2 separate regions of the Gossypium hirsutum genome follow, and region 2 is linked to region 1. Evidence: chromatin contacts called from public Hi-C data. All regions are on one chromosome and are shown on one strand. The core of a region is the stretch at or near the end of the contact, and the rest is flanking DNA. Distances in the headings are between cores, read along the strand shown.

Evidence for each region. A called contact is a pair of places that touch in the nucleus more often than the background predicts.
Region 2: a contact with region 1 is called in a Hi-C map of leaf, with 1.8 times the contacts expected there. The contact joins the promoter of LOC107903687 here to the promoter of LOC107903694 in region 1. A contact is called at or near these places in 2 of 34 Hi-C or Micro-C datasets (callus and leaf).

The regions. Positions count from the first base shown.
Region 1 is chrD05:47,813,482-47,816,660 of Gossypium_hirsutum_v2.1, forward strand. It overlaps LOC107903694 (metalloendoproteinase 2-MMP), which reads right to left and starts at 1,293. Exons shown (of 1, transcript XM_016829837.2): 1 at 1-1,293. The coding sequence starts at 891.
Region 2 is chrD05:48,307,129-48,310,032 of Gossypium_hirsutum_v2.1, forward strand. LOC107903687 (protein COFACTOR ASSEMBLY OF COMPLEX C SUBUNIT B CCB4, chloroplastic) reads right to left here and starts at 1,618. Exons shown (of 8, transcript XM_016829827.2): 1 at 1,249-1,618; 2 at 992-1,158; 3 at 193-292. The coding sequence starts at 1,356.

The DNA.
Region 1 (3,179 bases), core at 43-2,542:
GTACATAATCGCATCCTCTACCGACGAATGCCCCAAACCCAACAGATGCCCGATCTCATGAACGGCCACCGACTCCAAGTCCACCGCCGTCGACACCGATGCCTTCGTCACATCACCAGAAACTACCCAGTTCTCATCCCCGTCCAAATGGAGCCTTCCGCTTGTGGGAGAAAAAGCGTGGGCCAACGTCCCTAAAACCCCATCGAATGGCTCGCCGTCTCCGTGGTCTCCAGTGTAAAACCCGATCGTTATGTCCGCCGAGGAGTAGGAATCCACTTGCGTGAACGTCAGCGGCGTAACGGTTGACCATTTCTGGAAGGCGCTCGTGAAGACGGCTTTTACTTCGTCGGTTAACCCATTCGCCGGCAAGAAACTGTACGTTAAGTCCTGCCGGTTCGAAGGCCAACGCGGTGTTCCCGGGAAGAAAGAGAAATGCGCCGTCGTGTGCAAGTGTCCGGTTGTGTGAAAAGACGACGATCTACCTGAGTTCATGGAACTCGTCCCGTTGATTACATCGGCGTTACCGCATCTGGGCCGTACGATCTGTTGAAGAGTCTGGTCATCCAGTTGACCAGTGACGTTAAGGTTGAAGTTCTGCTGGTATGTTTTCAATGCCTTTTCTAACTCATCGTCGAAGTCCTCGCTGAAATTAGAGGGCGAGTTGGGTATATAACCGAAATGGTTAAAGTACTGTTTAAGCTGCGACAAACCTTCCCGTTTTTCGCCTGGCCGGCAGCCGGCAAATTTGTTGAAGGCGTCCCATGTGGCCTTTGACGTGGCGTTGTTCTTAATCCATGACGGAATATCTGTGATATTGGGAAAGAATCTAGCTGAAACTGAACCAAAACATACCAAAACCCAAATCGCAATCACCAAAACTTGAAACTTCATCTTCTTTAATCTTTGAGCTTCCCTTGTTTTTGTTTGAAAAAGAAATGATAATGGGGATATATAATAGATAAAAGAGAGAAAAACCCAAAGGAGTTGAAAGCCGGTTGCTTTGAATGTATAAGTGGGAGTTTTTATATATTTATTTGAAAAGTCGTGGGGAAGAAGACAATGATGGGGGTTGAGAGTAAATAGAGAAAATGAGGAATGGTTAAATTTCTGGGAATGTTCTAAATGCTGATGTTTTTAGTGTTTGTTTAGTTTTGAATTCGCAACTCTGGGTGGGGGATTGGGGGCAAAAGAAAAGTCTTTCAGGGTTTCATTGTAGAATAGTATGTTAGGCAGGTTGGTGGAAACTCGACATCATTTTTGACGCGGTAATGAAGGGCAAGGAAGAAGCCATGAAGGCCGAATGCGCCACTAAAGTACATAGTATAAAACAAAATTACATGGGGGTGTTTTGGGTCTTTTTGATTGACCAAAATTCAACGTGAAGCTGGTTCGATGATAGTAGGGTTAATAGTATTTTAATTGAAAAAATTATATTCCTAAAAATAATGTATTTTAGTTAAGATATATAAATATTTAAAATTCACATAAAAAATTAATGAAAAAATATTATCTAAATTTCAAACGTTGACATTGATCTTTTAGAATTTTTTTATTACTAAAATATTTGTAATGTTTTTAAATTTAAAATAATTATTTCTACAGGGGTTACACCCTTAGAAATTTTATTTTTTAAAGTTATGATTGGTTCGTAAAATGTAATTATAACTTTAATAATAATAATAAATAAGTTAATTTTCATTTAGAATTGAAAAATATAATTATAAATTACACTCAAATTTATTTATTGAGTTTCTCTCTAAACACAACCGAAAATATTTATTCATGGATTAAGTCTTCGATGAGATTTATTAGAAATTTTACTCACACGATTCAAAGTACTAATTAATGACAAATCAAACTCAAGGTTGAGTAAGAAATTTAAAAAAATTTCAAGATTAACCCTTGAGCCCCTCAAGGTGCAATGCCACCAAACCTGAGTGGTGTTATCTTTAATTTGTAATATTTTGTCATTGGGATTCAATTTAAAGAAAAATTATTTGTTTGTATAGTATTTTTATTATTGTTTTATCATGTAAAATATAATATAAACTATTATAATATTTTATTTTTATATAAATTATAATTTTTTATAGATTTTTTTAAGGTGAGCAAAATTCGATTTGATTTGAAAAAATCGATTTTTTTTTGAATTTCGAGTTAATAGAATCGAGTTATACGATTTTTTGAGTCAACTCAGATAAGTAATTCGAGTTTCGAGTTCAAGTCAAGTTGAATTTTACAATTTTAATAAGTCGAATAATTCGAATAACAGATTAATGTATATACCCCTTTGGTCTCTATCAATTTTGAAAATGAGTAAATTAATCTCTCTCTCAACAAAAAATATAAAAAAATCAAAATAATTTTTAAAATTCAAATCATTTATAAAAATTCCAAAATTTATATTTTTTAAAAAAATTATAAAAGTTTAAAAAATTTCTAAAGAATATCAAAAGAAACTTAAAAATTTTCTAAAACAATAATTTTTGTGACTTAAATAAGTTAATTAATGATTCAAGTTTATAGTATCTTTCTTTTTTCTTATTTTTCTTTGAAATTTTTTTCAAATACATATGATTTCAAATTATATGCCTAAACATGAAATTAGTTATACTGTAACAAGATTTTAATTTGACATGTTTAATTTTTTAATTTAACTTGAACAATTTCACTTGATTCGACTCAACTTGAATTTCATGTCACTAGACTCGATTCGAAAAAAAATTTTAAATCGAATTAAAATGATAAAATAAGACTCATCATTTTAATTAACTCAAAATTTTTTGATTCAATTCAATCCAACAATAAATCATATTTGGATTTCTGCATGTTATGTTTCCATTCATTATATAATTTAAGAATTGAATCATTGAACCAATCAGATATTTCATGGTAAAAGAAAAAAAATACAAACTATTCAATTAGAGATTTAATTGGATTTTGTGAAAGTAACATATTCTAATTTTATGGTTAAATAAATAATTCAAGTTGGCCCCTAACCTATCTCTCTAGCTTTGAGAAATACGGGCTATTTTATCAAATTAATCTAAAATAATTAAATATTTATAAGAATGATCCAGGTTCAAAAATATTATGAGAGTGACCTGAAAGGAACGATGCCCGTGAGTTATGACACCCTCTTGACTAGCACTCATGTTTGCAATCCCCTAAAATTACTA
Region 2 (2,904 bases), core at 368-2,867, 490 kb after region 1:
GAAGGGGGAATAAAGAACTACCTACTGAACTAATCAACTTAATTAAAGTGCATGTGCCTGAATTTCTTTTGGGGATGATGGGGTTACTCTCAATACTCTTACCATTCAATTTCTGATGCAAATGAACATTCCCCATGTATGCATATTTGTGGAAGAAATAAGAACAGGAAAAAAGTATAGACAGGCCTTTACCGGAGTGATGGATTTTGGTCGGATTGATAACCAAACCAAGCCAGTTAATACGTTGGTCACAGCCAAACCAAGTGTCAATAGATCCGCCCTTGACTGTGAACTGATCGAAAAAACCACAAGCATTTAATTATCTTACATTGAAGAGCACAGTGACCTCAGACAGAAAAGATGGATATATTAGCAGCAAAACCTTGAAATCAAAGAAAAATAGTATCATTAAAAAGTACAATGGCTGTAAGAACATTATTCTATTAGGCACACATTTCTAAAAATCACTGAGTTCAGAATGAAGAAACAAAATTTAGCTAAACTATCTCAAACCCATCATTTGTCTTAAGTCAAAGATCAGTTGAACAATTAAATCATCTGAAAATGACAATTTCCGCTAAACCAACCAAAATATTAAATCAACATTATAGGTTCCTACCAAACAACCTATTAGTCTAAAATTAGTTCAACAATTAATTCATTGAAACTGATATACAATCCTCTAATCTAATTTTACCGGAAATGCTCAAAATGATTCATGAACAATCTTTCGATTAATCAAACATAAAAAGCGAATAATATAACCTCGAAATATCAATTTTTAGCTCAATTTAAATAACAATAAGAGTCCGATTGATGAATGCTTACAGATACCTGTTCAAGATTATTTAAAAATTATTTTACGAATTTTTTTTTCTTTGATACGTTATATTTTATGAATTCAAGAAAAAGTAATGCAACAATTTCTTTTATTTTCTCTATAATACAACCGGCTAGCATTTCCATCATCATCATACTAATAATAGAATACCTGCTGGCATCCGCAACCGGAGCAATCCCCGAGATGGCACGGTTAAAGAGAACGGCTAACAAAGAGGCCCCTCCGACGTAGATTGGCATACTCCGAACGGCGTCATCGTTCTTGGATACCCAATCAGCAATCCAATCTCGGCCAGGCTTTGGTCCTTTGTAGCTCCCCTTTTTTTTATTTAGAGAAAAATGGCGTTTAGCTCGTTGATAACATTTTGAAATGCAGCTCAAAGACATAAAGGGGGGATTTAAGATTACCCGCTGAATAGAAGAAGCACAAATATAGCGCGGGAAGTTAGGGAGACGAGGAGGCGAGCGCCAGGTGATCCATGGAATGCCGATCTGGAGGATCCTTCCCGCTTCCATTGAAATTAAATTCACAAAAAGATTTAAATAACTGTACAGATAAATCCTATCATCAATCCTACACACAATTATTGTATCTAATGGGTGTTTGTCATCCGTACGAGGAGGATAGTTTTTTTTTTCTTTTCAATCTTCTTTATCTATTTATTTTGAGAGGAAGGGAGCATTGGCTGTCCAAAATTTCAATCTTGGATTTGCCGTCAATTAGAACTCTATACGGGTCGGTTGATTAGTTGGATTAGATTGATTTGGCAATATTTTTGGAAATTACTTTTCAAAAGTTTAGTTAAAATTTAAATGTTTAGTATTACTGTTAAAAAATATTTTTGAAAAAAAAATATCTACTTTAAAGATATTATTATCAAGTAATAAAGATGCATTTAAATAATATTTAAATTAGTTAATATTATTATATTTTAATAAGAATATAAAAATATTATTATAGCTTGTTGTTAATATTTTAATATATGAAATATAAATTTTAAATATTTTTAAGCAATAAATATTAATTATTTATAAAATTTAATTAGAATATATAAACTATATTTCAAATATTTAAATATAACCATTAAATATTCGTAATTAGTGTTTTAAAAAATATTTTTTAATTAATGATTTTAATACATTTGTAATTAAGCACTAAAAAAAAAGAAAAATACTATATTATTGGAGGGTTGAAAAAGTAATTAAGCACCAAAAGTGCTTTTAGGAGAGGAAAAGTAAAAAATTTTAGTTTCTCTTTTTCAGAATTGCTTTTGAAAAGCACTTCTAGAAAGTCAAAAGCAGTTTGTTTAGCATAATTTTTCTTCCAAAAGTGCTTTTCGAGCTAGAAGTGTTTTTTTAAGCACTACTAAACAGACCCTTAGTCCCTTTTAGGTCGAATTTGAATAAATTGTTGTTTATTTTAAGGCATATTTTGTTAAAATGTTATATAAAATATAATTAAAGTATAAATATATATATACAACACAAATAAACTAAAAAATAATATAATTCAAATTAAAGTTGATAAGTTGTCTTAACGAGATTAAAACATGCAAATTGTAATCGCACATGATTAGACTTGAAGACTTACCTATATGTGCATGATAAATCTCAACAAATTAATTAATTTTAAAATATTTATATTTTATATTTAATTATAAAATAAGTAAATAAATATTAATATAATTTCTTTTATTCATTTTTAATTGTTAAATTGAAGAATTTTTTAGAATCAAATCACAATTCATGAATGCATTTATTCTCAACTTAAATTTGAACTTTGTTTTCAATGACTTAATTGATGGTTTGTAACATTTTCTTCAAAAAAATTAATGGTATTCTATTTAATAGAAATAATGTTTGTTTTTTTATTTAATATATTTATTATTTTATTAATTAAGTTATAGTTATAAAAAGTTTGTGCTGATTTTAATTTTTAGTTGATATCTTAAATATTGATCAACATATATTTTTAAAATTCTCCTTAATGCAAATACTACAAACAATCCACAATGTAATTCTCAGGAATTAATATTGACCTCATTCATCCTTTTTCTTTTCTTT